Regions from separate parts of the Oryctolagus cuniculus genome. Here region 1 is linked to region 2. A link is a contact called in public Micro-C data. All regions are on one chromosome and are shown on one strand. Each heading gives the region's core, a stretch centred on a gene start, on an enhancer-like site or on the middle of the called end of the contact. The rest is flanking DNA. Distances are from core to core; before and after follow the strand shown.

What was found. A called contact is a pair of places that touch in the nucleus more often than the background predicts.
Region 1: a Micro-C map of ear pinna shows a contact between it and region 2, with 2.9 times the contacts expected there. The contact joins two enhancer-like sites. A contact is called at or near these places in 3 of 6 Hi-C or Micro-C datasets (ear pinna, psoas muscle and an unstated tissue).

The regions. Positions count from the first base shown.
Region 1 is chr10:70,532,048-70,536,849 of mOryCun1.1, reverse strand. It overlaps LDLRAD4 (low density lipoprotein receptor class A domain containing 4), which reads right to left. Exons shown (of 5, transcript XM_051852199.2): 4 at 2,025-2,078; 5 at 1-440. Among named protein-coding and RNA genes, the nearest start is that of FAM210A, 54 kb to the left of the region's middle. Within about 2 kb of position 2,804, at least 3 of the 8 cell types and tissues checked have an H3K27ac peak or open chromatin away from gene starts, as enhancers often do. A contact at or near this core is called in ear pinna, where this site is marked.
Region 2 is chr10:70,118,868-70,124,034 of mOryCun1.1, reverse strand. LOC127492483 (translation initiation factor IF-2) reads right to left here. Exons shown (of 7, transcript XM_070049820.1): 2 at 4,339-4,400; 3 at 2,725-3,533. Among named protein-coding and RNA genes, the nearest start is that of LDLRAD4, 170 kb to the left of the region's middle. Within about 2 kb of position 2,049, at least 5 of the 8 cell types and tissues checked have an H3K27ac peak or open chromatin away from gene starts, as enhancers often do. A contact at or near this core is called in ear pinna, where this site is marked.

The sequences.
Region 1 (4,802 bases), core at 1,555-4,054, 410 kb before region 2:
TGCGTGTTGCTGCCGTGCTGGTGATGGAAGAAAGAGGCGCCTGGGCAGCGGCCCACCACCTCGCTGTAGGGCGGGGGCGGCCCCTCTAGCCTCCCGTGACTGCTGCACGTGGTTGCACTGATGCCCGAGTTGCTGCTCGGCGGGCACGGGCCCCCGTTGTACATGGAGATGTCTATCAAATCACTGTCAAATATGGTTCGGTTGGGAGGGGCCCTCACGGACTCCCGGTTGAGTTCCAGCTGCTGTTCAGGGTCCCGGAGCTGCAGGGTGCAGGGCCCCTGGTAAGGAGGCGGCTCTTCACCGTCGGACAGGGAGATGGTGGGAGGGAGGTCGATCTCGTGCTGCACATATGGGTAAGTGGGCTGGAAGCGGCTGAACCGATCCCTCTGGATAAAGGCCGGGGCAGTGAACCTGTCCCTGGCCCGCGGGGCATACATGATCTGCAAGGCAAAGAGGAGAGGCCTGAAGATGCTCTTGGCACACTGATGCCTAGGAATGTGACAGACTCAAGGGAATTCATGCTTGGTCTGCATTCTTACCACTCTGAATGAACACTGTTTTCCCAGACAAAATAGAAAAAGAATACACGCACACACACACACACACACACAATCCCAAAATCCTACAATATTTTAGTGTTCTTTGGTCTCATGACTTAGACCACTCACCCTGCCAGACCACAGTACATCCAGCAGGGCCGAGCAATGCAGGCTTGTGGTTGGAGGAAAATGTGGGTTAGGGGGAGTCACTGTGAGTGCTAAGTGTACACTCCTCAAGGGTTCACACAGAATCCGGCAGTAATTCCAAGAGTGCAGAAAACACACCACAGAGCAAAAGCCCAGCACACAGCTGGTACTCAGATCCGGTTACCAAGTGACCTGGCCAGGCCACGACATCTTTTTAAGGTGTGAGGACAGGACAGGGCTGCCTGCTTCCTCAGATCCCTGTAAGCCCGGGAACCTACAATTCAGCACAGTGCAGGAGGGGCTGCACGCAGTAGAGGTAAGGTACAACGTCACACAGCGGTACCGGCAGCAGGTCCAGGCAGTGGGTCAATTCATTAATTACTTACAGAAGCCTGGTGCCCCATCTGTTACTTTAAAAAAAAATCTAGCAAAAAATTACCTTCATTTTCCTTTCTGGCCTTTAGACTTTTCCAGTTATTTCGATTCTAGACAAAAAGTTCCTATAGCTATTTTTACTCATATGTCAAATGTTTTATAATCAAAGAACTCGATTAAAGATTTTTCAAAATTAATCCAGGTAGTATATTTCTTACAAATCCTCTCATTTATTCCACCATCTAAGTTTCTTCTAAAAGACAGATCATATGTGCATATACATGTATGTGCATGTATACACACACTCACATATATATAGCCATTGAATTGTATCACATGATATTTTTTCAATGTAAAAAATTTGTTATTTGGGGGCCAGGGTTGTGGTACAGGAGGTTAAACTGCTCCTTATGATGCCAGCATCCCATTGGAGCACAGGTTCGAGTTCTGGCTGCCACTTCCAGTCCAGCTCCTCACTAATGTGCCTGGCAAAGCAGCAGAAGATGGCCCGAGTGCTTGGATCCCTGCCACCCACACGGGAGACCCCCACGGAGTTCCTGCTGCTGGCTTTAGCCTGGCTCAGCTCGAGCTGATGCAGCTGACAGAAAATCTCTCTCTTTCTCTGTCACCCTGCCTTTCAAAGCAAAAAAAATTGCAAACTATGCAATTTTAAGTCTCAGATTGTGAAACTTGGATGAAACATGGGATGGTTCACGCTGTGGTGTGTAGAACTTTGCCCACACTCGCCAAGCTTTGTGGGGATCATGCAAAGATCAGTGATGCTCCACCTGATTTCTGTAAGAAATCTTAAATGGGCACAGACAGCCCCTTGAAGACCCTAGAGAAAATCCCTCTCTTGAACCTGAGCAATAGGTAACACTTAACCCATAAGGTACTGCTCCTGGGCCTGACAATGGGTCCCATGCCTGCACTATGGTGGGCCCTGCCCTGGCCGCCCCTTACCTCCGAGGTCCCCGGCCGTGGCACGGTGCTGTCTGAAGGCCACAGGCACCCTTCCTGGCATGGCAAAGGGGAGAGAAGGGAGGAACAAGAAACAGAGGAAAATCATTAGTGTCACGCAGTAACAGCAGCAGCAGCACCCAGAGACATCAGCTACAACTTTTAGAAAAGATCACATTGTTCCTTAGACAGCAGCGGATCTGCCTAAAGCACAGGGCAATCCTCTCCTTAGCACCCTCTGCCTGAAGCCGGGAGGAAGGGCTGGTGACCAAAAAGGGAAAATCAGAACGTTTAGATCCTGGCCATGAGGACTGGAAATCGGTCCATCACTCGCTCCTTCTACACATGTGTGTGCTCGAACAACCGTACTCAACCACTATCTGATAGTTTCAGGGTTCGCTCAACTTTGGAGCAGAGACCAGCCCCACATAAATGTGCACCCCAAGGCCTGCCTGGGCCCCGCTGCCAGCAGCAGTGGCAGCCAGGCACCGCCCACACCCTGGCCAGCTCACAAGTTCAAAACCGAGTTTCCAAAGCCGAGTGCCCTTCCGGCGTCTTCTCGTGAACTGATCTCTGCAGACGGCCAGGGCATGAGTCACTTGCCATCTAGCTGCCGAGTGTCCTTCTTCAGAACTGTCTGGCCAGCGACGGGCAGCGTTCCAGGCCAATCCTCACACCGTGCCCTCGGGCTGCCTCTGGTGAACCCGGATGTCGGGTGGGCTGTCAGCTAAGGGCCTGTTACCACAGTAAAGAGCTGTGCGGGGAGCGAGCGGGGGCCGGACGCCTTGTTTTTGGTTTCCCAGAAGAATGTACATCTGACCTTGGGAGAGAGCACTGAGGCTCGGTCCAGGTCTCGGCAGCAAAACGCCCCAACTCTCCGGATGAAAGGTCCGCCCTGTTCTTTTCTGTGGGTAAGCGTGCTAATATAAATACCCCCTTCGGTGCTAAACAGGGTGTTTGTCTACCACATACAATCCGTTCCTAAGATACCCCTAGGACATCATGGAATCAACAGCAAAAATATAAACTGAGCCAGCTGTGTGAAGAGGAAGTGTGGGCTTAAGGGTCTGACTATAGCATTATGTAATGGACCATTACAGCTCGGCCTGGTGACAGGTGAAGGCCCAGAGAGAATCAAATGACGGCTGTCCCTCACGCCCCACGGCCAAGCTGCTGGCATTGCCCCTTGAGCTCCTGCCCCTGTGGCCAGAATGAAGACCAAGAGCTAGGTCTCTGCTAGTGCTTGCAGCCACGCTCACTCTGGAAACAGCACGGCCAGCGCTCTCCTGGACGTCTTTATAAGGCTCCCAGCTCTGCCTGCCTGTGGGCCACTGTCACTGCTCTTCTGGGGACTTTAGTGTCCAGTTCCAACCTTTCGCTCCCAAGAAGGCACCAGGCCACAGGCACACGTGACAGAGAGAGCATGGTGCAGGGTGATGGTCAAAAACACCGCACCTGGGGGCCGGCGCTGTGGCGCAGCGGGTTGACGCCCTGGCCTGGAGCGCCGGCGTCCCATATGGGCGCCAGTTCTGGTCCCGGCTGTTCCTTTTCCAATCCAGCTCTCTGCTATGGCCTGGGAAAGCAGTAGAAGATGGCCGAAGTCCTTGGGCCCCTGCACCCATGTAGGAGAGCCGGAGGAGGCTCCTGGCTTCAGATTGGTGCGGCTCTGGCCATTGTGGCCAGTTGGGGGGTGAACCATCGTATGGAAGACCTCTCTCTCTTTTTCTCTCTGTGTAACTCTTGACTTTCAAGTAAATAAATAAATCTTAAAAAAAAAAAAAACCTGCGCAGGGCCCCACACTGGCTCCTGGCTGCCCTGCCTTCTTGTCCTTGGGCTCCCACCCTCACCACTTGGCACCCTGTGTGCTCCTCAGTGCAGGGCCTGGCCATCTGACACCACAAGGCCCTGTGGCCACCACTGACAAGGAGACTGCTCAGTCCATGGCACAGCTCAGCGGCTTCTCCCCAAACCTCTCTTCCGGGGGGGGGGGGGCGGCCACACTCCCTGACCGCACCACAACCAGTCCTGCCTGAGCTCCTGGCATTCACGCCCCGTCTCCTGAGGGTCCTTCTGTAGCTGCCACTCTGAGTAGCAGGGCAGCCGGCTCTCCTGCTGCCCCTGCTCTGCACGACCACGTGAAGGTCGTGCCCACTGTCAGCCCAGGCCCTTGGGCCTCTATGGTTTCCCCAAGGGCAGGGATCCCCCTCCTCTCCAGGCAACTCCCGCACCCGTATCCAGCAACTGGTGCTGGCGTCAAGTCACACTGGCTTCCCCGCGCTCTCTGCTTGGGTGCTTTAGACACTGCACACACACACGTGCATATTGCTCCCCGGGACTCATACAAGGGCTGCACCCCAGCCTGCCTTCCTCGGGCTCTGCGGCAGCTGGCGGGGAGGCTTTCCCAGGCGCTGCCTTTCCACAGCGCATTGCCAGTGCCTGTGTGCCTGTCGCTCCACAGCCAAGATCCTTCTCAGAGAAGTCACTCTCTGTCTGAACCCCTTCAGTCACGACAGGCAGTCCTCACGGGGAGAACCCTGGTACAAGGGAAGGCATGGGACGGGGGGCGGAACACAGCAAGTTCCCCAGCCACTTCCTACGGAAGAGAGATCCCGAGACCAGGAAACGAGTGTCTGGCACTGAGTAGAAGGCATGGCTGTGGGCTGTGTCCCTGGCCCCTCCCCCTCACAATCCCCCAAGCATGCAGCCACTGCGGAGCCCAGGTCCGCTCCCTGGGCCATACACACACGCGTGTCCCACACACGTAAGGGCTGGTGGCCCAC
Region 2 (5,167 bases), core at 800-3,299:
CTAGCAGCCAGGATGAAAGACAGCATCCCCCGAGCAGGCAAGGCTGCCTTGCCAGGCTGCTAAGTCAACCAAGACTACATACAGCACAGTCCCAAACTGTAAACACCTCTGCAGACAGGACCTTGCTCTCAGAAAACTATTCTTAAAACACTGTCAGCAGTTGGGAGAAAATAAATATTTGTCTATGTATGTATATACTTGGGTGTGTGTGGGGGGGTGAGGACTGTTGAATCTCAAATGATGTGCCAACAAATTGGCACAAAATCCCTTAATAAGCAGCTGGTCCTGGCTGGGCGCCACTGCAGGATTGTGGTCATGCAAACTGAGCCCACCGCCCCCCCCCCCCAAGGATTCAAGAGACAGCCTTGAAAAACTGCTGGGAAAAGTCTTCTCCAAGGCAAACGCAAGCCGAGCCCAGGGAGACCCATGGCCAGGGAGGGCGAACCCTTCCAAGGGTAACAGCAGGATGTTAAGGAATTGGCAAGGTCTTTTAAAACAAGGGAGGGAAGGTAGCTACAATTCCATCACAGCAAATCCCTTATTGGCATTCGCAGTCTCAGCCCTGATTCCCAACAGTGTGTACAATGTCAACAGCAAAGTGGAGCTCTTAAAAGAATTAAGCTTTCAGAGACCATGAGGCATTTACCCCCACGTTTTAAAATGCACCTGCTTGTGCAAGGGCCATCAAATGACATTTCAGGGGCTGATCATGAACCACATGTCGCAATTCAGTAGGTGCACATGGGTGACATTCAGATCTACTCATCTGCCTATGCAATCAATTCAGCTCAACACGAGGATCCTTTACTGCACACGAAAACTACAGTGGGAGAGAACTGTACAGAAAACGAAGGCAAGTTTACAGTAAACAATTTTAAGGAGCAAGGGAAGACTGAATCCTCATCTGCAGAGTGCAGACATGACTTAATGCAGTGCTAGTTGCTCCGTGTAGACTTTACAGAGCCTTCCCTGTAATTTAATACTCAGTGCCCAGGCTCCAGGGCAGACACAGACAGGAGAATGCCCTTCTTGGCCAGCCAAACTAGCAGAAAGGGCCATTTTTAAAGGGAAGTTTCCCAGCGCTGGCTCTGCGGGAAGGCGCCAACCTCCATGCCAGCCACGGAACCCTATTTTTAAGAGCCGGCGCTGTGCACACCATCTGTAGTCATCTCTGCTGCTCAGAACTTAGTGACAGAAGCTCTTGCAATCAACGTTCCACACAGCTAACCCCACCTTGCAGCCCACAACGTAGCACACAGTAGGTCTGCAGTAACTGTAAGGGAGGTTGAGAAACCAGCACTGGCTGACCTGCACCTGAGGGGTCCAGGGATAAGAATGTGGCAAAAATAATTAGAATGGGGGGCGGGGAGGTTAGAGGAAAAGAAGAGGAGCAAATCAAAATTATCCAATTCTAGCTAATTAAAAGATTCTTTGGGGAAAACAAAAATTAACGCTGGCTTCATGTGGCCCTTGCCATTCAGCACTCACTCCTGTGCCTGGTAGCAGCCCCCAGTTAGCTCTGCTCCCTTAAAGAGTCCTCTCCCAGTCCTGACAGGCGGACCCTCGGCCCTGCCAGGTAACCTGGAGACCAGGGCGCTCCCGGAAGCGCCTTCTCCAGGTGCCGCCCACCACCCCCAGCCCCACGCGTCCCCGTTGCCCTGAAAACCTCTGCCTCCTTGGGAAACCTCCTCCTTTTTCAAATGAAAAAAAAAAAAAAGTTTAAAAGCAGGCAAATGCCCTCCCCTCCGTCCTCGCGAAATTAGCCTCCACAGAGCCAACTGAGAGCCGCCCGCGTACTCACAGGGCGCGCCCCAGCCCCACTCCGGGCTGCGCACCGGGCAGGGGTCCGAGGAAGCCTCCTGGCGGCCGTGCGGGGCAGCAGACCCCGCAACAAGGCCAGTGCCGGCCCTGCCGAGTGCTCGTCGCTTCCTGTTTATTCCACGCTGAGGGTCACCGAGAAATGCAGCACACGCCTGCTTCCTGCGGGGCTCTGGACTCAGCCTGAGCACAGCAGCAGCCACCAAGACATCCACGTCCCAGCCAATGCAGGGAGCGCGGGCGGCCCCGCGACCGACGTCAACGCGTGCGGGGGCACCCGGCGGACGTCGGGCAAGGCGGGTCCGAGCGTCTGGGGAGTGTGGGGTGCAGGGGGCAGCACGCAGGGCGAGGATGCGGGCCGCTCGCGCCCCCTTCCTCCCTGCAAACTACCGGCAAGGTCCTGCGCGATCTTCCCGCTTCTCGCCGACCTCCAGTCCCCTTTCCCGCAGGGGTCCGCGAGCGGCCTAAAGGGGTGGCAACTGCCGGGGCAGCCCCGCGCACATCCTGGCTTCCAGTGCTGCAGAATTAGAGTCCTGCGACCTCGGGACGCCCGCGCCCAGGGCACCGGGAACAGAAAACGGGCTGGGGGTAAAGGTGGAGCGACACGACTGCTACAAGCACAAGCACCCCTCCCTGGGCGAGCGCCCCGGGGCACCGGCCGTGCCCACCCGCGACCCGGCGCACAGACCTCGCGCCCTTGTCTCCGGGGGACGCGCCGTGCTGGGAGGGTGCGTGGCGCCTGCCGCTCCCTCCGACCCCTCCGACGGCGCAGGCTCGCGGACGTCCCGTTCCCGGAGCGTCCAGTCCCCGCGTCCCCCGCCCCCTCGGCCACCGCTCCCGCCCGAGCGCGGTGGTGAACTTGGGCCAGCCGCCGCGACCACGGCAGCCAGCCGGGTCCGCACTCACCTGCGGCCGCCGCTCCGAGCGGGGCGGGGAGCGCCCGCAGTGCGGCTCGCGGGCCACCCGGCCCCGCCGGCCGCGGGGAGGGGCGCGGGGCGCGGACTGCGGCGGCGGGGGGCGCGGGCGGGCTGGCCGGGAGCGCAGCGCGCCGGGCTCTTTAAGAGCCGAGGACCTGACACCCGCGCCGCCCCCGCGCTCCCCGCCCCCTTGCACTTTCCCAGGGACTCGCAGGCTGTCTGGCGGCGGCGGTGGCGGCGGCTCCTCCCCGGCTCGCAGGGGATCCCCGGCCGGCCGCGGCGGCACGCGGGGCGGGCCGGGCCCACCGCGTTCGCGGGCTCGTCCCTCCGGTCCGGGTCCGCTGCCTGGGGGCGGGGGCCGAGGGAGCGGTGCCGCGGCCGTGCGGGGGAGGTAGCCGCCGCCCGCCGCCGTCTGTCTGCAGCCGGAACCGTGCGCGCCGAGGCTGCGTCTGTCGCCAACTCCTCCAGTCTCTCCCCTCCTCCTCCCCACTCCGCCGCGGGGACCCGGCGCGAGGCCAGGCCGCGGGGGGCGGGGGGCCGCCGCGGCGGAGGCGCGATGGGGGTCCCGGCGCGCCCGGCCCACACGCGCCCGGAGGCGGGGAGCGTGCGGGCGCCCAGGCTGCGGCCCCCGGCTCGCCGGGCTCGGGCTAGCGGGGCGCGCGCCGCCGCCGGCAGCCCCGGGAACTCCAGGCCACGCGGAGATTGCCGACAGCGCCCCCCGCAGGAGCCGACCTGGCGCCTGCGAGCCGGGGGCAGTCTCCGGGGACCGGGCCGGCGTGTCTGCCCCGCGCAGAGGGACTGCGGACACAGGCAGGAGGGCCACGGGACACGCAGCAGGGCGGGGGATCTCGGGAGACCTGCGAGGTCGCGCTCAGGATTCCGCCCTCAGGCTGGGAAGGAGACGGATGCTTCCTAGCGCGCTGTGCCCCCGTCTCCTTGAAGGGCCACTTGGGACTCGACTCCCCTTAACAATGCGCCCTTGTGTTCCGCACAACTGCCAGCACTGACACCAGCCCCTGCAGCCGTACTGGATGGGAGCTGGTGACTGCCCTAGCGTGTGAGAATGGTAACCCAATTGCATTACAGTCGCCGCAGTTAGTTCCCTCTGCCAAAACTAAACCTGCGGACTAACCAAAGTGCACGGGGCTTCACGGTCAACAGAGGTGCAGCTAATCAAAGTGGTAACAATTTTCACTTCTCTCAACCTCCCCCCAGATTTGCCCAGCTCTTGCATCCATCGTATCAGAGAGGAATCTGGAAACCTGTGATTCATTCCTCAGTGGCTTGATTTCGTGCGATGTCGGCTTTGTTCTGCATCTCTTGAGTTTGCTTCCTCCCTCCACTCCCGGTAATAATGGCTGTTGCGTTTTATCGGTGCTCATGGGTAATTTCATGATAGCAGCTAGTCTCTGCTGAGAGCTGTGTAGGAAGCGCTGCGTGCATTGTCTTGTTTGGTCCTCACAATAACTGGGAGCTTGTCTCCATTTTACAGAGGAGGAAGTGGAGGCTTCCGAAGATTTGGTCATTTGTCCCCAGACCACAGACAAGGGTCTGGCTAAACACGGAGCTGGGAGTTGAACCAGCAGACCACACTGCCACCTACCTTCGGCAGCTTGGACATCCAGCTCAGCCCAGTCACAACTGGCAGCGTCTGCTGAGTCGGGTCTAATAGAGCGGGGGGGGGCTCTGAATCTGGCTGCTAAGGTGAACATTTTAAAATGAGAAGTGGACTGGTAAGTGCTCAATACCAGCCGCCTGCATCTGATATCTGATAAGCGTGTACTTACTGGTTTGTGTTGAATGTGCGCCAGTACGTCACGTCCATCTAGTGCTAGCTAAGAGCAGCTCGCGAGGGTGGGCTTGGACAACTGTGTTTTTGCCCTCTTTGGGTAGAAAGCAAAATGGCTTTTGCCTTCTAAGTCCCCCACGGGCAGTGAAGAAGAAAAGGTTTTTTCCAAGGCCAAAAAGCAATCTGCTCTTCCATTTCACTTGTGCCTGATTTCCTTGTGCATAACTTAACTCCTTTAAGTCAAGGGCTGAATTTTAAAATCATAACCTCAATTTTACCATTTGTGATGAATCTCAATTAATCTGGCTCTGTCTTTTCTTGTTGTCTTCTCTAATTTTAACTAGAAACTGCAGATCTGTTTCCATTTCTAGAAGACAGCCATGGAGGAACCTATCAGAGGATTTTCCACTGTCTGTTCCCTGTATTTGTTTTCCACTTCAGCTGCTCTCCCTCTCTCTCTGTCTCTGTCTCTCTCTCTCTCTCTCTCTCTCTCTCTCACACACACACACACACACACACATACTACAGCAATGGGAGAGTGGGGGGCACTTAGATATACTAGGAGGCTTCAAACATTTCATGGATAATGTGTGTTAGGAAAACACTATGCATGGATTTTAATTTTCTGCACTAAAATAAACTT